Regions from separate parts of the Mus musculus genome. Here region 2 is linked to region 1. A link is a contact called in public promoter capture Hi-C data. All regions are on one chromosome and are shown on one strand. Each heading gives the region's core, a stretch centred on a gene start, on an enhancer-like site or on the middle of the called end of the contact. The rest is flanking DNA. Distances are from core to core; before and after follow the strand shown. Region 1 overlaps Mapkapk2 (MAP kinase-activated protein kinase 2). Region 2 overlaps Rassf5 (Ras association (RalGDS/AF-6) domain family member 5).

Region 1 (5,650 bases), core at 2,213-4,712:
GATTCTCTCAAGATCTGCTGTCTCCTGCGTTGTTGTCTGACATCTGAGCTTCCCGAGCGTCTCCGGGCATCCAGCCCAAAGTAAAGACTTGATGCTTCTTCCTCTGGAGCTCCCAGGCTCAAGTCTCCTCTGCGGCCTTTTGTCAGGCTCAAGTCTCCTGGCCTCCGCGGCAGTGTCCTCAGATGTCTTCTGCCTTCTGCAACAGTAGAGGTTCTCTTCTTCTCCAGTCAAGCTGGATTTTTCTTCCAACCAAGTTGAATGCCAGATGTAAAATATATCTCTTATTCTACTGGAAAGATGAAAGCAAAACCCTCCCCTACTTAGGGTTCTTTTTTTTTTGTCAGTCTTCGGCAGAATATCTTTCCTAGGGCAAAATGCAACAAAAAAAGTATCCTTTCCACTGAAGTTTTAAAGAATTATTTTGAAACTAAATATACCTTAGTGGATAAATATACCTATATTCTCCTTTCTCTTTGCATATATTTTTTCAAGGTTTAAGTGTATTTATTTTTAGATCACAAAGGACATTCACTTTGAATTTCAGCCTGCCTTTTGCAAGTGGCTTTCAAATTTAAATCACTATAATTCTTAAGTGTCTGCCTCTGCCTCCCAGGTGCTGGGATTCCCCACCTGAATATGAATTCCTTAAACATGGTATGTGGTTTCTCTAGTGTGCAAAGATACTAATTAGAAACTGTATCAGAGTTTTGTCCCATGGTGATGGGATTAAAGGCACACAACACTACCTTGTTCACAGTAACTCTGGAATTTAGAAAAAAACTCTGTTTTCTAGGCTCCAAATCACCTAACAGAGATTTAGAAAACAAGTTTGAACTGTAGTGACCCTTTGAATATCATAAAATACCTTAAATCTCTTACCTGTGGCTTTAAATACTAAACAACAAAAATATTCTTTTTATTTAAAAAAGAAAACTCAAAAGCTAAGATTCAAGATGGCGTGGGCTACATGCAATCTACAGTCTGACATTCGACCATGGAGTTAGGGCACAAGACAGTAAGGTAAGTATGCCTCTCAGAAATTATCATTTGAAAATATTATTAATTTTTATTTTTATTTTTTTCATGCCTGATCAGATGAAAGACATGTGTTAGTCTTTATAAGTTAGTTTGGACTGAATGACCAAGCTGTTTGATGAACTATCAACTCTCCTTATTCAGGAGGTCTCTCCTGTCTGAATCTAAACTTTATCAATTTTGATGGTGTCCACGGCTTTTTTCTCCTATGGAAACAAAGCCAAAACCTCTTCCCAAACGTAATACATATTCCAGTTTCCATTTGGGGTTCACACATCTTTAAAATATACAGGCCTATTTAACTCAGCTTTTCCTACTGTCCAGTGTCTCTCAGCTGATTTAACTTGGCTTTTTCTACTGTCCAGTGTCTCTCTGCAGCTCTTGTGCCCTGCTTCTGGCCAGCCTGGACAGTCTGTGATAATGCCTTTTAATATTTTTCTCAGAAACATTCTTTATTTTATGGTTTGTTTCTGAGGTTGGAGGAATGTTAATCTGTGTTTTCCATTGCTGCAACAAATCATGTCCCCATAAATTCATGGCTATATTAGCAACATGTGGCTTTCATTTTCCTCTGTCCTTCGGGCCCTATGCACTCAGTTTTACCTGAGATAAAGTTTCAATCCCTAGAAACTGAATACTTACCTGCTGAAGAGGCCAATCTGGACGCCAAGATCTTGGTGAAATTATTGTTACATCTGCTCCTGTGTCTACTAAGCCTTCAATTTCAATGTCATTTATTTGTATTTTTAGCTTTGGTCTCTGATCATTTGTAGCAGTTTGCCAAAATATTTGTTTTCTGGTCTCCCCTGAATTCTTTGTTTTATCTACTGAAACTCTTCTGATCTTGAGTGTATCCAGAGCAGTACTGTATTTAAAAACAGGCGCTAAATCTTTTAATTGCTCTATGGATGAGTTTCCCCAAAGTTGACAGGGAATGATTGAATGGAATTTGGTACTGGGGCCTTTGGGAGGCTCCCTAGGGCATTTCCCAATGGCAAAGTGTTACCCTGCCTAGCCCTTGTTGACTTATATTCATTAGTCCAATGCTGGGTTATACCATACCTTCTGCATACTCTAAAATTTAGTCTGGGGCCTTCTTTTTGGATTATCTCTAGAAAAAATATTATTTCTAGAAACACCTTGCCTTTCCGGATGACTTTGCTTTCCACAACTAAAACATCTGCCATTTTGATTTCCCTTTAAACTTTTTTTTTTCTTTTTTTCGAGACAGGGTTTCTCTGTGTAGTCCTGGCCGCCCTGGAACTCACTCTGTAGACCAGCTGGCCTCGAACTCAGAAATCCGCCTGCCTCTGCCTCCCAAGTGCTGGGATTAAAGGCGTGTGCCACTACTGCCCAGCCCCTTTAAACTTTTAGGAATTACTTCCCCTATCAGAGTAGCATCATAACTGTGAGCTCTAGTATCACCTAATCACAAGGAAAGTGAGGCACTGAAAGATGGATCCCAAGACCTAAAACCTGCTAGCAAGCCAGGCAGGGCAGAGTGGGTGTCAGCTCAGGAAAAGAGAGCAGAGTGCCTCAGCGCGTGAACTAGATGCTGCAGCCAAGTCAAAACTGATCAGGGAGGAAGGGGCCCCCTGTTGGGAACAGAAACTGGGGGAATGTCCATGGCTACCCTGCCCATCTGTTCTAGCACGAAGGCTCGATGTCTGTCAGACTAGAAATGCTAAACATGGGCAAGGAAGCAATCCGCAATCCAGAGTGCTAACACTCTACCCACTGAGAGGTACAGAGTTACTGCTTGTTTAAAGGGAAGACCAAACACACGGACTGGTTTACATGCACCATCTCTGGTAAAGCTCTGGGGCAGATCATCAGCTAGGCCTTCACTGTCCAGCCTGGGCTCCCTGAGAAATCACGGCCAGTGACTCGCATTTCTTGTCTCAAAGAGTTACTAAATTATGCTTAGGCCCCCATGGTGGTGCTATTTTGGGAGGTTCTGGACACTTTAAGAGGTTGAAACCTGACTAGAGAAGGCAGGTCACTAAAGGTAAGTCCTTGAATGGATTCTGTCACCAGCTCCCCATCTTGTTATTTCCCATAAACAGCTCTCTTTTACTACGTTCCTCCAAGCACATGGGGCCATGTTGACTATGGACTGGACTCTCTGAACCTTGAGCCAGTATAAACCCTTCCTCGGATGGCTTTTGCTAAGGTGTTTGGTCATACCAAAGCAAAAGCTAAAAACACTGGTGTTACTCACAATAGGTGTCTTCTCCCACTACAGACCAAGGCAATGTCTTGTCCATTCTTTGGTTCCAAGTTGTAAGTCCCCAATACACGGCACTTGAGAGGAAGTCCATAAAAATCTGCTTGCTGACTAACTCAGAGAGTCCACCCCATGACAAAAACAAGGAATGCCATCCTTGGCTTTGTCTAATATTTTACCACTGAGCTGACTAACGACATCACCGACAACAAGCTTATGAAATCTGCAGTGTGGAAAGAGCAGACAGAAACAATCAGGCGTGGCCTGGGCAACAGGGTTTTTTGTTACTGCTTTTGCTTTAAGACACAGTAGGAGAAAACATGAGGCAAAAATCGCCTCCAAGACCTGTTAGTATTTCTGGAGTCACTACAACAGCAGAGGAGGAAGGAACCTTGTCACAGGAGTGGCTCCAGATACCAGGGAGCAAAGGCTCTGTCTGCCTGCCTGGGGTGGACCCAGCCGGTCTGCCACCATCTGGGCAGTGGCCCCAAGGAGGTTCCTATCGTCAGGCCTCCAGTCCCCTTCCACACAGAATAGGACAATAATGTATCTTCCTCAGGGAGGGGTTAATAAAACTGGGCTTAGATCTGTGCCTCCTGCAGTAAACATACTTGTTGGTTTTTGTTATTAAGCTACTTCTAAGAAAAACAAAGGGTGTAAAGAATTGTGACTAAAGGCATAGTTCTAAAGTTCATTCAAATACCAACTTCAACCTTGCCTGGCCTTAACCAATGACTTCATTTTCTCAATCTACACTACCCTCAGCCACTTAATGCAGACAGTGATAGTATCTAAATGTGTATCAAATATGTATCAAAATATGCCATGAGTTTCTCGTTAGAGACAAGGAAGAAACAGAAGCACAAACTTTCCCAGATGGCCTGCTGACCAATAACCAACTGACTGTAAAAAGATTGGTCACTGCCCACAATATTACCATGTGCACGGTGACCTGCACACTCAAGAGCTCACAGAGAAGTTTGTCCTCCACACAATCACTCAATGCTAATCCACCACGGCAGCCGAAAGCTGAGCCACGCTGCCGAGAACTGGTCATTTCATCTGTAGTAGGTGAAACTCATGAACGTTAGAAAATGAAGACCACACAAAACACATAACTTGGAAGTATGCACACTAGAGATCCATAGTGATTAGCTTTAGGAAAAGCAACAGCTTGGACCTGTTTTCAAACTAGGCTGACCCTCCCCCCATCAAGACCACTTCATTCTACTTCCTGATCAGCAGGAACAAAAGACTCCAAGGGAAATAAATGTTGCCCCACAAACCTAGCAGGGACCCGTCCTCTGGAAAGTGATGGATGGATTGCTTCATGGATGTGCATGTCCTGTGTAGGGGCCATGCTAGTCTTCTCTGTATAGTTCCATCTTTAGTGAGTGTGGTACCACCAAACTATACTGATGCTTGCCCCAAGGCACACTTGGCAGTTATCTGGCATAAGTGTTCATTATCACTGCTTTGGGGAGCACATGGCAACTGCATCTAAGCAGTGAAAGCCATAACGTTGCTCATTCCTACAAATCCCAGGACAACATCAACTTCTACCCTACCCCCACTCTCCCTGGCTCCTATCACAACAATGCATCTAGTCAATAATACCACAGCTAAGAAAGGCTGATTTAAACCAGGGTCCCAATAAAGCTAATTTTAGTAGTAGCTTTTTCATCAGCTAGAAGCAGGGATTAAATGAGACAAGAGCAAACAGAATGTGTGCAGCTCCTGTTCGAGGATTCAATGTGATATCACGCTGAGTATCTTAACAGCAACATCAGTCAGTCGGATGGGCAGCACTGTGATGGACAGTAACTCATCTGGCACGGCACAGCGCCACCCACGGTCTGCACTGCACACACACACACACACACACACACACACACACACACCACACCCAGGGTGCCGCAGCTCAGCTCTAGGTCACACAGGGAAAACTGTGCTCCTGCTCAGAAGAGGAAAACCACGCTGTGGCAGATCTGAGGACCACAACACAAGAGAAACAGTCCACAAAACTAGAGCAACAGGCCTGAAGAGACAGCCCTCAAGCGGGAGTCAGGGACTCAAAGCAGACTAAATTCTGTTTCTCAGTGGCAGCAAGCAGGTCAACAATGATAAAGTCTTATAAGACTGCCATTTTCCTCTTCTGGAAAAAGTTGGGCAGGCTCCAAGGAGAGCCCACCCTCTTGGGGAGAGTAACTCAGCTGAAGAGTGGGCTCGCCCTAATCTCAGACAGTCAGAAGGCAGGGCAGCTGGCCAGGAATAGGCAGCCTCCAGTACCCATGCAATCACACGCCAGCTACTTCCCCGGGAGAGATGAAAACACCAGGCTCACAAGAAAAAGCCCTGTGTGGGAAGCTCTTGGAGTTTGAGTCCTCC
Region 2 (5,650 bases), core at 1,247-3,746, 110 kb after region 1:
GGCAATGTGTACAGTGGCTTTCAGGATACAGAGGGCAGTAAGCATACCTCCCAAATGCCCCTCTGGCTAAGAAAGAAGTGCCAGCATGAGCAGTAAGAGGCCAGCCACTCAAATCTCTCTCAGCCTCAAGCTTCCTCACCTATGACATGGAAATAATACCTAGCCCAGACTGGCTGAGAGACCAGTGTCTGTATGCCCCATACCTAGGCACTGGCCATCAACTCGGTGAGTGGGACGTGGCCTGTCCGTGTCCAAGAAGCGATAAGCTACAAAGGTGTGAGTGAGTACATGCTAAAAAACGATAGCCAGGGACCAAGGGCACATCCCGCCTGCCAGTCAGCTCATGTCACTGGCAATAAGCTTTGCTCATAACATGTGATGATTTGTCAAGTGAATGAACTGTTAGGGACAGTTCATTCAGGCACCTCCTCTATACACTAAGGATTCAGCTATCTCCACATCTCACAGACCCAAACTTCCTGATTCCTGATTCTCCAGGTGAGAACACTGGGACTCTGCATTTACCAGCTCAATACCCCCATCCCCATGTGCAGAACAAGCCAGAAATCCCACACCTGTCCTGCTGTGGTCTCCCCGCATCACATGATTCGATCTGACAGAGTTCCCTGCTTTATCTGTGACCCGCCAGGAAAATGGAAGAAGGAACTTAAGGTCAGTATCCCTTGCAGTATGGTACCGGTGGATTCTGAGATCTCCACAGGTCTTTTTCACAGGTCCGTTCTCTGGACTTCCCTCATGTTCAGGGTCATTTCCCAGTTTGTCTTAATGCTCCCCAAAGTGGCTTGGAGTGCAGGGAGCCGGTAGGTGAAAATTCTCCCAGAATTATTCTGATCTTAGAAACCCAGCAGACTTGGGCAGTCAGGAATCATCTCTAGTACATCAGACAGCAGATGCCCAGAGAAGGATGACTCGACAGCATCTGATACCTGCTTGGGGTTTGGTTTGAAGAATTTTACAACGGTTTCCACATCACACTGTCCCCACCACCAAGTGAAGCACAGTGGGGTGCTCACCAACAGAGCTCATGCCTGGCCTTTCCCTTCAGCATGCCCATTTGTAGGACTTCATCACACGCACAGCACATCAGCACTTCCTCCTCCCACTCGCCAATCCTATAGGGCACAGGAAACTGCCAAGAGCAGTGGGCATTGCTGGGTCTGTATGGCTCCACCTTCCCAGCCCTCCACAGAGACGAGCCGACATCCTCTTTCATTCGAGGCTCTTGCATGGTCTGCTCCTGTGCACTTTTCACCCACAGCTCCTGATGGTAACTACTGGGTTGGTGGTCCAGATACCTTCTCTGACACACTACCTATGGCATTCCTATTGTAAGATCATGAACATAGAAAATAAATATGCTGATAGCCCATTGCTAGTGAGTAGCCAAGTAGGAGCAAGAATGAAGTCCATATAAGCATGGAGTCAAGTTCTCAACTGAGCATGTGGCCACCCTAGGGCAGCCCCTTCTGCTATCGGGATCAGCACCCCACCACACCAGTAATGGTCACTGAACTTTAACACTGCAGGCCTGGGATGAACAGATGATAAAACAAGACCTGGCCTGTGGAACATTCATCTAAGCTGGCCTATCAGTGGGTCCAGCTCTAGGCATCCCAGTGGGTTTTGCATCATCTATGAAGCTGGCAAAGAGGGACTCCTAACATCTGGAGTGAGGGCAGCTGGCAGGATGTAGGGGCCTGCCAGTATGTCCTCTTACTTGATCTTGAAGAATGCCCAAGAGAAAATAGTTGCTGGGACATCTCCTGTTTGCTTAAAGTGCATAACTCACGTGAGCCTCACAGGCTGTCTTCACCTGACTCATTCATCTGGAGGCTTCCAAACGGATTCCTCTCATTTGTCTTCACTTCTGGGACTCTCCATTTCCAGTCTCCACATGCTGGATACCTCTCTATGGACCAGATGTGCCTGGCTATGGCCCTGCCTTGCTCTCTGGTCATTTCAAGTCAGAATGGGTAGCTGGGTGGCTGCTGTTTTAGCCTTCATTCTACTCATCTCAGGCAGGCTGACTGTCATTCCTGGGACATTCTCATATTCATCTACAAAAAAAGAATTAAGTGATGGAAAACTCTAGAAGTCCCTGGAAGACCTCTGTTTTCCGTTCCAGCCATTTCCTTGTTGAAAAAGCAGCTGTGTTGTGGCTGCTGAAGGCCTGCTTCCACGCCCACTTTGGACCACAGTGAGTCACAGCTGCCTTGGCTTTAGGTTTCTTCTTCCTGTTCCACTTTTTTTATTCATTACATCAACCGATCTATTCTGTTCCCTTTCCACAAGGCTGGAAAATGATGCAAGTAGCCATGGGTACCTTCCAGACCAAGGCAGAAGATGGCATTCCTGACCTCAGCATTGGAAGATCTGGTCTTGGGGGGGGGGGGCGGTCGATGAGCTCCATCTACCTAGGAGCGTCAGCAGCCTGTGTGTGCCCAACACTGTGAACCTTGCTCACATAGAATGTCAGCGCCAAATGTCAGCACCCAGTTCAGTCTGGCTGCTGCCCACACTGAACCTGCCAGGCAAGATCTAACCTACAGATGGAATGAATCACTTTCCAAAGTAGGCCAATCAGTGAGCCCCGTCCAGGAGCTCAAAATCCACCACCTGGGAAACACCGTAGAATCTAGATTATGGACTCTTAAAACTTCCAAGCACATTGGCGTCATCTGGGGATTTTCTAAAAATGTGGTTTCCTGGACTTTCTCCTTAGAGAGTGATCTGGGATTGATCTGGGGTGTAGTCTGGGAACAAGAATTTTTGAAATCTATTAGATGATTTCAACATGTTGCAGAGTTCACAACAATTCCATCCAGCTACAGAGCTACTATTTTGGGGCCAACAGATAAAAGCTGGCCCCACATTTTACCTAAAAGGCAGAGTCCGCTGTGTCCGAGGACAAGGCAGGCTCTGGTTTCTGTTCATCTGACACAATCTCAAGCCCTCACAGTGCAGGACGTGTCTCTCTAATGATGGACACAAGGCAGAAGCCAGGAAGATACACGCTTATGTCTTGGGGCTCCCCAATGTCCAAACAGAATGGGGAACTCTTATAATTTAGTAAATCTAGGTATTATCCTGTCAGGTGTCTCTCCGAGAGTTTACCCATCTTGGGACTTGCAACATGGAATTGATTCTCTCTGACTAATCCCTGGCAGCAGCTAAGCTGTTTTCAGCATGCCTGGCTCATCCATGGTACTGCTGAAAAGCTGGCTTGTCTAACGTCCTAAGCCACAAAAGGCTGTGACCACTGTAAGCTCTTGAAGGTACTGCAGTAAGGAAGTTATAAAGTGGAGGCATGACAACCACGTGACAGGCTGTGTGCCAGTCATAAGAGCACAGATCCCCTCCCCCCCCATTCCCTAATATCTATTAAAACGCCCTCAGTGGGTTGGGAGTGGTGGCAAGCACCCATAACCCCAGCACTTAGGAGGCAGAGGCAGGAGGATCACTGCAAATTCAAGAGCAGCCTGGTCTATATAATGAACTATCAGAACTATTATCTCAAAAAACCAAATAAAGTCAAAATATCTTTAAAAAAAACCCCAGCACAGACAGCTTTATGCTAGGTCAGACTTTGCTGTATTTTATCTTCAAGGCAACACTGGCTAGGTCCACAGTGCAATCAGAGACAAACGGGAATCTTCATTTTGGTTATTCTGCTCTAAGGATGACCCTCTAAGGAGTGAGGCCGGTAGCTTCTAGAAATCTCCAGCCAAGTTCACAGAGTGACAGTGGGCGGAGGCAGAGGAGAGTGTGTCCACCCTCAGTGCTGGCTTTGGCTTGATCTAAATCACACAAACCTCAGTTCTAAAAAAAAAAAAGTCACTCTCCTAAAATGTGTCCAAGTGTTCTCCTTGCCTGTGACTTTGATGGTCTCACTCCTGTCTGCCCATCTGCAGTTGCTTTCCCCGGCAAGGCTTCCCTAATCACCGCAGCCCCGCATTGATGGTGGCGGTGACGACAGTGAGCCTCGTACTGTTCCCAGCATGTATCAGTTCACACACCTCCACAAGCCAGCACATGAAGAAGGGCCCCATCCTCACAACCATATATAGCTGGAGAAAATGAATCACAGCCAGACCGAAGCTGAGCTTATCGAAAGTCAACCCTCGCCATCTGGAGTTTATCTACAATCCCGCTTGCTTCCATCCACCTCCCTGGAAGCTATCAGTGATGGCTTCCCCTCTCTCTTATGTGGAAGATCTTTCATGACCATGCCAGACTGACTTCTGTTTCTTCTGTGCCCATCAGCACTGGGCGTGAAGAAGACAACACTTGTTCAGGACCTCCACGGATCCCTCACTGACTGCAGGGGAGGGGGTCTCGGCTTTTCTAAGGAGCCGTGGAGGGCCTTGCTCTGGGAGTGAAGTAATCACGCCTGTCTCGTCCATCATGGTATCCCAGAGCCTTGTTCCTGCTCAGATACCTGGGGGATGGGTATGTATTTGGCTTTAGACTCTCACTACTAATTTTTTGACCTTGAGAGAATCAAGAGACCCTTTAAATCATGATTCCTTCTATAAATTTGAGATCAAATTATTTTGCCACTCAAGAATGCTATAAAAGTAAGACAGGAGGTTCAAAGGTGTTTTACGGATCAATCAAATCTAACCAGAGGTTTCCCAGGAAACCCAAGCCTATCCCTCTAAACCAAGTTCATTTCTCATTGTCCTTATTTACATATTCTAGATTAGCTAAGCAGCCTTAGAGCTCATTCATTCCTTTCTCAGCACAGGCAGTGGACAGACTTCTGTGAAGGTTCGGGTAGTAAACACTAGGCTTTGGAGGCCACAATCTTATGCATCTACTGCCCTCTACCCTCGTAACACAGAGGCAGCCACAGAACGGGGGTAGTGGTGGCACAATGAAATGTGTTTGTGCAATGCACTCGGGGCAGTGAGACTTGCTTTGTGCAATGTGCCCCTGAGTAGCAGTTTGCTCCATGGTGGGGTTTGCACAATTTCCCTCCCTAGAATACACACACCTCTCTTCCCTCGGTCGGCTCCATCTCCTCTAGGTGGTACCTAGGAAAATTTTAGCCCATAGCAGCCTCCTGTCCTCTGGGCCCTTGATGTGTCTGTTGTGTGACATTGTAATTCTCCAACTAAGGAAGGTATATACACTTCTACCCAGTCTTCCTCCCAAGTCACACCTCCTATGCATTGCAGTATTTTCTCCCTGCTCCTGTGGTAAAACACCCTGACAGAAGCGACTTAAGGAAGAAAGGGTTTGTTCTGGCTTGTAGTTCCAGGTTACAGCCTGTCATGAAGGAGAAGTCACTGTGTGGGAGCTTGAGGAGCTGTGAGTGTATTGTATCCGTAATCAGGAACAGAGCAATAAATGAACACTTACTAGTGCTCAGCTTGCTATATCATCTTCTTCTTCATCATCTTCATCATCATCATCATCATCAATTGAGACAGGGTAGCCGTGGATGCCCTGGAACTCACTATGTACGCCAGGCTGAGTTCAGACTCACAGAGATCCACCTGCTTCTGCCTCCTGGGTGTAGGAGTCAAGGTGTAGACCTCCAGAGACTCCAGGGTCCTTTGGAGAATGGCACCACCCAGTAATGGGTCTTCCGGTCCTAGCTAAGGTAATCAAGATACCGACCCTT

Evidence for each region. Capture Hi-C pulls out chosen DNA fragments and counts their contacts.
Region 2: a promoter capture Hi-C map of liver shows a contact between it and region 1. The contact joins two enhancer-like sites. A contact is called at or near these places in 3 of 115 datasets of contacts at active chromatin or transcription factors (CD8 T cells, the HPC-7 cell line and microglia) and 2 of 9 other capture datasets (adipose tissue and liver).

The regions. Positions count from the first base shown.
Region 1 is chr1:131,069,084-131,074,733 of GRCm38.p6, forward strand. The region is part of intron 1 of Mapkapk2 (MAP kinase-activated protein kinase 2); the gene reads right to left. It also overlaps the pseudogene Gm25549. Among named protein-coding and RNA genes, the nearest start is that of Mapkapk2, 26 kb to the right of the region's middle. Within about 2 kb of position 3,463, at least 49 of the 459 cell types and tissues checked have an H3K27ac peak or open chromatin away from gene starts, as enhancers often do. A contact at or near this core is called in adipose tissue and liver, where this site is marked.
Region 2 is chr1:131,182,270-131,187,919 of GRCm38.p6, forward strand. All of the region lies in intron 2 of Rassf5 (Ras association (RalGDS/AF-6) domain family member 5), which reads right to left. It also overlaps a transcript of Eif2d not described here. Among named protein-coding and RNA genes, the nearest start is that of Eif2d, 32 kb to the left of the region's middle. Within about 2 kb of position 2,497, at least 133 of the 459 cell types and tissues checked have an H3K27ac peak or open chromatin away from gene starts, as enhancers often do. A contact at or near this core is called in adipose tissue and liver, where this site is marked.